Regions from separate parts of the Arachis hypogaea genome. Here region 1 is linked to region 2. Evidence: chromatin contacts called from public Hi-C data. All regions are on one chromosome and are shown on one strand. Each heading gives the region's core, a stretch centred on a gene start, on an enhancer-like site or on the middle of the called end of the contact. The rest is flanking DNA. Distances are from core to core; before and after follow the strand shown. Region 1 holds the start of LOC112710673 (anaphase-promoting complex subunit 11). Region 2 has its middle 27 kb from the start of LOC112710671.

The links. Hi-C and Micro-C count contacts between places; a contact is called where the count stands out from the background.
Region 1: a Hi-C map of leaf shows a contact between it and region 2, with 2.4 times the contacts expected there. The contact joins the promoter of LOC112710673 here to the enhancer-like site in region 2. A contact is called at or near these places in 6 of 8 Hi-C or Micro-C datasets (leaf and an unstated tissue).

Annotation. Positions count from the first base shown.
Region 1 is chr9:21,380,677-21,385,548 of arahy.Tifrunner.gnm2.J5K5, reverse strand. LOC112710673 (anaphase-promoting complex subunit 11) reads left to right here and starts at 2,625. Exons shown (of 2, transcript XM_025763019.2): 1 at 2,625-2,743; 2 at 3,902-4,286. The coding sequence starts at 2,686. The coding sequence ends at 4,017. LOC140175296 (a long non-coding RNA gene) reads left to right here. Exons shown (of 2, transcript XR_011865557.1): 2 at 1,585-1,687. It overlaps LOC112710674 (a long non-coding RNA gene), which reads right to left. Exons shown (of 3, transcript XR_003156948.3): 3 at 4,823-4,872.
Region 2 is chr9:21,315,965-21,320,782 of arahy.Tifrunner.gnm2.J5K5, reverse strand. No RefSeq gene overlaps it. Among protein-coding and RNA genes, the nearest start is that of LOC112710671, 27 kb to the right of the region's middle. Within about 2 kb of position 1,997, at least 2 of the 3 cell types and tissues checked have open chromatin away from gene starts, as enhancers often do.

The DNA of each region.
Region 1 (4,872 bases), core at 1,376-3,875, 64 kb before region 2:
TTGAATATGTTACTTATTATCATCACTGAAGATTGAATCTATTGTTGTCTTGCTGAAATAATCACTTATCTAAATTTTTTGTTGTTGTAAATAAATCTTTTGTTGCTAAAAATTATTATAGTTGAATTTATTGTTGAAAATGAGGTTCATGTTCTCTGCAATTGTTCAGTTAAATTGTTGTCCCATACTTTCTGTTTGTATTATTATGAATTATTTTGCCATTGATTTGTGAAAGATACAAAATTGTAGATATAGATGCAAATCAAAATGAAGGAAATGTTGGTCAAACTTCAAATTTGTTTTATGAAGATATAGATGTTGACTTTCAGATCACCTCTTGAATTTGATTTACTAATTGTGTTATCTTTTGTTTTTTCTTGTTCTTTAAATTGAGAAAGTATTTTGTACTATTGACTAGTTTATTATTTTTTTTTTGCTCATTTGTTATGTCTAAGAATTCATATTTGATTGTTATTAATATATTTATGAAGACATACATTTTAAGTTTTAACTTTTGATTTTAATTTTATTTTTTATAATTTTATATTTTTATTTAATTATAACCGGTCAAGTGAGTGAATTAGCGAGTAGCGACCCACCGGTTGAACCAGTTACCCAGTTGTATGACCGGGTCAATTATCGGTTCGGTTCTGATAACTATGCGCCTTAGTTCCCAAAAAAAAATAAGTCACCAAAAAAAAGGGCTTACCCTTGCTACCCTCGTCGATCGTCTCATTGTCACAATTGCCAATGCTCGCGGCTGTCCTCTTCTGCCCGCTGCTTCTGTTTCTGTAGCCACTAGTGAGTTCTTTTCTTTTTTTCTCTACTTAATTTACGTAATTAGTTGATTTAGGAATTTAGGTTTTTCAAAACTAGATTTGAATTCTGAGGTGTGATCAAATTGTTTAAAAGAAAATAGATATGATATAATTTTAATTTGCTGGCATTCTAACGGTTTATAATTTCCTTATTCCTGATTTGAGCTACAATAGTCAATAGGTTAGGTTATTGAATTTAGAATTCCAAGTAAGTTCGTGGCTGGACCAGAGTTTTGGTTACTTTCATTTCTTAAACAAGTTGTAATTACCAAGTACTATTCTATTCGAATGACAGGGCAGTATGGCTCCATTTGATCCACGTAGGAACCTATGCCTAGTGGATTAGGGCTTTGTTATTGTTGTTGTTGTATTGCGATTAGACGTCATCTTAGAATATAATCTCTTGCAATGTCACTCTTGTTAAATTTGTACATTATATGTAATGTGTGCTTATGCTATGTCTGTCGCCTCCAGTTTTATGAAATAATAAATATAAGGAACCAATTTTTAATTGGTCAATGTTAACTAACTTTTCTTTATTGTAAAATTACTTTTTTAACTCTCATTTTTTGGTGAGTTTAGGGTTTATGGTTAGGATTTAAGGTATAAAATTTAGGGTAAAATGATCATTTAAAAAAAAAAAAACCGGCTGATATTGGCGGAAAAATAGTTTGGTTCCTAGTTGAACTCAAAATCTCAAAAAATATTCCATCACACCTAAAATTAAGGATGTGAATTTTTATTGAGGAGCTGTTTAACCTCTCAGATTTCAAATCCTTCTCAACTTCCCATTTCAACTAACCTGTAAAGCTGCACCCTTGTCTTCTACTTGCCTTTGCAGGGGACAAAGATGAAAGTCAAGATATTACGTATCCTTCTCAAGATCCCGTACTTCTTGTCACTTGGTTCATGGTTTCCCATTTTCTATTCTTCATCTTTTAATTTGTTTTAATCCCTTTTGCATTTGAAGTGTCTGTGTCTTTTCTTCATGGTGTTGTGTGTTTCTAGATTGAGCCTATTTCTTGTCAACATATCTAGTTTTGGGAATTTCCAGAAAAGAATAGCTGCTTTCCTTGACACAGGTTTCTGTCTGGGTGTTTCTTGATCTTCTGAAAAGAGTATGTTCTCTTTTTCTTACCTTGAATATTACTTTATACAGTGACGAATTGTTGTTAACTTCAGTTTGTCTTTTAAGTATTTCCTAGGCTTAGACTTTTATGGCAGTTTGATTGTCATATCTCGTAAATAATTGAGGTGTTATGCTTGTTAGAAAAGGTGGAATATTTGGATTTGGCTTGCAAATGAAGTTAGACATGAATGCTATGATTTTTGTTTTTATTCTTGACCCTTTTTTCTTGGGGTTCAACTTAATTCATGTTGTGAGAGGATAAACCAAGTCTAATGTTTTTGCTTTAAGGATGAGTTGAAACTGCATTTTCAATTTCTTGGCAGAAAGAAAAAGAAAAATAAAAGTTGAAAATAGAGAGGAGGGGTATGAAATAAGTGGAATGGAAAGGTTTTAAATTTTAGTTGCTGCTGTTAGTTATGAATACAAAAATTTGGTGAAACTTATTTCATGACAACAGCCAAACACTATGGAGGGAAAGAAAATCATAGATCTGGTTTGAAATTGAGTTGAGTTTCACTTTCAAGTTTCAATACGTTGAAATTCATGTTGTACCAAGCGAATGTAAAATCTTTTTTGCCATGTTCTCAGCCTCTGTTATTCTTTCTATTCCTTCTAAATCAAGCAAACCCTAAGTGCTAAATGTCCTCATTGTTTTAATCTCTTTTTGTGAAATATAGATGGCATGCAGTTGCTTCCTGGACTTGGGATGCTCAAGATGAAACGTGTGGCATTTGTAGGATGGCCTTTGATGGATGCTGTCCTGACTGTAAACTTCCTGGCGACGACTGCCCACTGAGTAAGCTACTGACAATATAGTCTGGTGGATTTCTTTTAGAACTGGTATCAATTCCACATGTAAATGCAAAAAGGAATGTGTATTGGATTGGGGTGCCATGACAATGTGTCAAGAACCCTAGAAGATACAAAAGGGGATTACTCTCCTTCATTCCTCTGACGAATTCTAGAGCCTCGAGACTCTTGGGGTGCGTTTGGTTTGTATTGTCATTTCAGTTTTCTATTTTCAGAATTTTGTGAAGAAAAAATAGAAAACAAGATTTTATTGTTTTTACTGTTTTCTGTTTTTCCTTTACAAAAATTGGAAAACAGAAAACACTAAAAATGAAAACGCAAACCAAACACCTCTTAGTTGCTGTTACAAATGAAAACAACCAGCTAACTGACTTCCTCCTTTATTCAAAATAAATCCCTCCTATGCTTTCTAACTGTTTTCCCGGGCCACTCAGCTGCTGATGTCATGGTCTGTCCTATTCTCACCCTTCTTGTTATAATGTTTGTGCTGAATGGTCCTAGTTAAATTTCTGAATTATCTTTCACTTATGGGACTTCCTTGCTACTCAAGCAGTATCATGGTCCAGCGTGTAGCATTTGCTTGTGATTTCTGTTAACTATAGGAATTTTTGTGAATAGTAGTGATCCTAATGTGGGATCCTAAGCAAGCTTCAGAAATCATATTTCCAGCAGTTACTAATATATGAACCACTCCTTTGCTGATTTATCCTTGTAATCTTGGGTTGTTGCATGTACAGGGATCCGAATACCTCTCTCTTTCACGAATCATTGAGACTATTATTTTTCAGTAGTTTTTAATTCTCTGTAGTGCAGGTCGCTTACAAATTAGGATACCATTTGTAGTTCCACATGTATAATGAGTATATCAAATTTTGATGTTTCCTTGATCAAATGTCTTGAATGATTGTGAAGCTCTGTTGTTATTGCTTACATATATAGCGAGACAGTTTCTGTTGAATTTAGATTTTTATGTATGTGTTGGACAAAATATGTCGCATTAATTTCTGGACAAAATCTGTTTTCATGTGGGACTAGATTTGTATTGGTTAATTGTCTGAGTGATGAAAATTGCAGGATTATGTAAATATAAATGCTTATGTATCTGTAAGAAGCTTAAAAATGTTCTCTGTCCAATTTCTTGCAGTGTGGGGAGCATGCAATCATGCATTTCATTTGCACTGTATTCTAAAATGGGTGAATTCTCAGACATCACAAGCTCATTGTCCCATGTGCCGAAGAGAATGGCAGTTTAAAGCGTGATTGAAGCAAGCTTCGATTATTTTAAGGATGGCCCTAGACTTCTCGACAGCCTATAAACTTTTCTATGAGAATCAAAGTTTCTAAATGAGTGCATCTATGCCTTTATTACTGATGACAAATCATGAATGTGGTCCAGTGGTCCTTTCTTGTGTTCATGATTTTAACAGTATAGATATAGGTATTAACCGTATTATGATTTTCAACTTGAGACTATGAAGGGATCCTTATTCTAATGCTGAATTTTTGTTTGTGATGTGTATTTATGATTATGATTCTGCTTTTTTTTCTTTTCTTTTTTTCTTCCCATACAAATTCTGTGCAATTGTGATGGTGACATCTTAGGACTCTGATTAACGTGGAAGAACTTTCAAGAACCATCATTGAAATAATTAACAAAATAAAGTATGGAAATTTTGATTTGTTACGCTGTTCCAGATCCTTGGGTCCACGAACACCAGGTGGCCATGCTTTACTATCTTTTTGTAACTTAATTTTATGTTTTATGTGTCTTGATTTGATAAGGTTTAAACTTTGGAATTCGAATGTCAGGGAATACATTATCTCATTTGATACGACTTTAGTGTCAGTGAAGATTGTCATGCACTTAACAAGGTGCAATATTTTGTTAATCAGAACTTTAGATAAAACATGGAAATAATCTTTCTTTTCATTTTTCTAATGAAGTTATTTCATTTTCTGTTCCAACTATATTCACGTCTATAAATGTTTGGTTGGGAAAAAATATGGGGTGAATTTTATATATAAAAGAAAATGATAGAGAAGCTTCAATAAATAAGAATATAACTATAAGAATAAATCAAGCTATTATTACAGAATACATGTACAAGTCCTGTA
Region 2 (4,818 bases), core at 748-3,247:
AATTCTGCAGAAATAAAAAATATTCCTTCTCCTCACATTACCTTCTTCTTTTTCTTTTTCATTTTTTCTTTCTTATTTCACATTCTCATGATTCTTCTTGATTCATTGGCTTAACAAGAACCTGTGTATTACGGTTACGAAATTCCTATGTCAAACTTAAGAAACCTTTTGTCCTACAGTAAAAAAAATTTGACCTTTTTTTTATAAATTATGCACAATTTAAAATGCTTCCTCTTCTTTTTTTTTCTTTGTCATCATCTTATTATTTTTTCTATTTTTTGTTTTTATTTTATCCTCTTAATCAGAATAAGAATAAAAATAAAAAAAATAAACAAAAATAAAAAATACTACAATAATATCAAAAGGAAGAGAAAAAAAAAAGAAAATTCATTACAAGAAAAGAGAGTTATTTTAACACGTTTTTTTAACAGCCATAGTTAAGTGTAAAAATTAATATATACTTTTGACAAATATCACAAATGTCAAATTCTCTATATTTTCTTGATGAATAATTTGACCGTAGAAAATTACTCCTCAATTTTGACACTCATTTATTTTCAACTTACTCCACTATTCCTCTTTTTCGTTGAGCTCTGTCAATTTTAGCATCACACTGCTCTCAGTTTGAGATTATACTACTCATTTTTCATCTTCAACATCTCAGTTTATTCTTCAGATTCAAGATCTCATCTCATTCTTTGTTAAAAATTTTTGTTGAGAATTTTTTATGGTCAATAAGTATCAAAATAAATAGTATTTTTTACGGTTAATAAGTATCACAGAAAATATATTCTCAATTTTTTTAATAAATTATTTTTTACGGTCAATATTTATCAAAATAAAATTTAAGTTTTTTTATAATTACTTATATGTTAAAAATATTATTTTTGACAACTTTTATTAATATATTTTCATAATTAAAATAGTGTCAAATTTTATTTTTTTGACGAATTTTAATTTGTTTTTTACACATATAATCTTAAAAAATAGTGTATATTATTGTAGTGATTACAATAATAATAAAAGAATAATAATAATAAAAAATACATGAAGAAAAGAAAACGCAAAAAAGTATATAATTTATGTATATATTATATGAGTAATTTTTATTAAATTTAAGCCAACCTAATTAGATTTAATTGACAAAAATTCTTAAACTTTTACTTATTACATCTCACTTATCAATTTCGTTTTTTCTTTTACTGGACTTTTATACATCTTTTACATAATTTATTTCAATTTTATCAAAGCACAAACGTTTAAAATATTTCAGTAACTAATTGTCTGTAGGGACACGTGTCTCCGACAAAATACTTTTTACGGTTTTATTAGCAATAGTATATAATTAAATTTATAGTATTACTTTTCTGATGAACTAAGTATATACTTAGAGATTAAACTGCTTAAATAGTTACCTAATACACACAAAATCCGACATATTTCCTACACCACCATAGTCAGCAAGACAACAAGGAACAAAAAATCATAAGTTGTACCCTAACTTATTAGGAGCAGTAAATTTGTTACTTCAAATTTAATATCACTTCGAAATTGAGACATTATTCTTAGTATAAAGCATATTTATAATAAAATTTCATCAAATGAGAATGATATTATTAATTTTAGAGTGACTTTTTCCTTTCATATCAATTGAGAACAATAATTAAAAAGATCCGTTTTCATTTATCAGCAAATAAAGAAGCTTCAAAGTTCACATGATCACATTCGCATCACAAATAGGATTAGACGAATAAATCAAGTAGGCCTCGGCTTGCTTTTTTCTTTTTTTTTTTTTTTTTTTTTGGTCGGTGGATTGGACAACCCCCAATCCTAGGTACTCCAATGGATTGGACAACCCCCAATCCTAAGTACACAACACACCCACACACTCCTCACATATTTTCACAATTTTCCTTAATTGCATTCTCTAGGGTTTGAACCCTAGACCTTGAGGTGGGGAGGGGGGAGAAATGCCACTAGAGCCAAGGCTCATTGGCATAAATAATTTTTTGGTGGGCTGCTTTAACTGAATTGGAAATCAATTGTTGGATCAGAAAGCCCATGTTATACTTTCCAGTATCAATATCAAAAGCCCATGTTTCACAAATGTAATATCATAAAGAAAAAATAAATAAATAAACGCAGCTGAGGCAATAACATTAAGGGTGAAAATAGATTAGATAGTATTCTAATCTGATCTGTTATAAAATAATTTTAAATTCAAATTGATTTAAAAATTTAATTTTATTAAAAAGTCAGATCTGAACTTATAAAATAGTTAAATAGATTAATCTGGCATGTCTAAATTTATTAAAATATAAATAAATATATAAATAATTTTATATATTTAAAAAGCTATAAAATTTTTAAATTTATTATATGATAAAGAAAAAATAAATAAATAAACGCAACTGAGGTAATAGCATTAAGGGTGGAAATAGATTAGATAGTCTGTCAGAGCCGGCAAACATTCAGCCTATTCTGACCTGATCTGTTATAAAATAGTTTTAAATTCAGATTAATTTAAAAATTTAATTTTATTAATAAATCAGATCTAAACTTATAAAATAGTTGAATAGATTAATCTGACATGTCTAAATCTGTTAAAATATAAATAAATATATAAATAATTTTATATATTTAAAAAGTTATAAAATTTTTAAATTTATTATATTTTGTTATAATTTTTTTATATTTTAAATATTTTAAAAATTTAAATATTATTATAAGAATTAAACTTAGTATATTATACATAAATATTTTTTTAAAAAAATAATTTTTTAAATTTTTTTATTTAAATAAAAAATATATATATCAAATTTATTATTAGATTTTAAATCAATTCAAATTCAATAACATGCCAGTCTTAATATTTAAAAAATAAAGTGTAATAGACTATATACCAATTTAATACATTATAAATTTAGCCTGTTAAGGATAAAGTTGGATCTATTTTAGCTTATTTTTTGTAAAAAGCTGCACATGGATTCGAGTCTTGATTAAAATCAGAAAATAGATAGTGTGTGAGTGTAAATGTATGTTCTAACATGTTTTGTAAAGAGCTGCACATAGATTCGAGTCTTGGTTAAAATCACAAAATAAATAGCGAGCGTAAACGTGTGTTGTAGACAAAAATAAAAAAAGAGAGTAAAAACAAACGATAAGCTCTTTAGTCTTTACTAGTTCAAGACCAAAAAAAAAAATAGCTCTTTCCTAGTTAAATTTAAAATAAATAATAATGATAAATTAATTAATTAAAAGTAACTTTCATTATATAGTTCTGACACTTTTTTCTTATTAAGTCTTCCTGAATTTTTAATAATATTAGTATGGTATTAGCCAAAATTCATAATAGAGTACGAATAAGTAGAGTGTTTGTGATACGGTCTGGTTCAGTTTTTGAAAAAAAAATTATTTAATTCGATTGTTTAATTAAATTATGGTTCGGTTTGGTTCAATTTTTTTATTAAAGCTATCCGAACCAAATCAAACCAATTCCGTTTTTTTAATCAATTAAAAAAATACTACTATACTATTTCACAAAGTCATAACATTGAAATCAAAAAATACAAATACACGATAGCTAACAAAGTCTTGATCTAATAAAATTTAACGACAAAAGGAATTCAAATACGACAATTAAAGAAGTTTAATAGTTCAACAATCAACACAACTGAAAATAAAAATAAATTATCATTAAAAAATAGCAAAGTTATGGTGTCTTCTACAACGAAACAGCTAAACTTCTTAGTGCAAACCAACCTTAAATAAAAAAAAAAGAGTTACATAACAACAATAACAACAACAACAACAATAATAATATAAAGAAAACAATTCATACCATACCAAGATGTACTCAATCAGACTCAACACCAGAATCTTCTTCATTAGGATCAGGAGTGGGTGCAACTTCTATAAAATATATAAAACAAGAAACAATCATAACAAATAATATATATTAATAAAAACTATATTAAAATAAAGAAAATTATAAATAGAAACTTAACCATACCTAATTCCAACTTCTCCAGTTCCTCGATGAGTTCCTCAAGGACAAGTTTTGGAGAGTTTCGGAGCCAATTTTGTGTACAAATTAACGCTTCAGCTGTCATCAGAGTTAGAGAACTCCTATAATTATTCAACACCCTTCCTCCTGTACTAAATGCTGATTCTGAAGCAACCGTGAAAATTGGCATGGCTAAAACGTCTCTTGCAATCTGCCCAAGAATTGGATATGTAGTGGAATTCACTTTCCACCAATTTAGAATGTCAAATTGCACGCCACTCTTTTCTAATGCCTCTATAAGATATAACTCCACCTCATTTTTTGTTAACACTCTCATTGAATTGTATTTCCTTCTCAAATTCCATAGCAAAAGAAGTTTCATGTGCCTCAAGCTCTTGTGTGCCAATTTCAGGAGGATCTTGCCAAGTAGATCTTTGATAGTTACCACCAAACAGCCTATAGCTATCAAACACCTTGAAAAGCGTCTCCTTCACCTTTGAAGTCAAGAATTCAACATCTTCTTTTTCATACAACTTTTCAAAACTCCACTTAATCAATTGAAGCTTATACCTAGGATCAAGAACCACTGCAATGAAAATCATCATGTTTGTGTTTTTTATATTTTCTTAATATCTTTATCATACTTGGACTTCATTTTCTTAGCCATGCCTGAAAGCACCGTATCTAAGCTTCCCATCCAATGCTTAAGTGTAGACAATATTTTACAAAAGTCATTAAAGTGTCGAGAAGATGTGACAAACGTTGAACCATAAACTTTGTTAATTACATCATAAATATTTTTAAAAACTTAT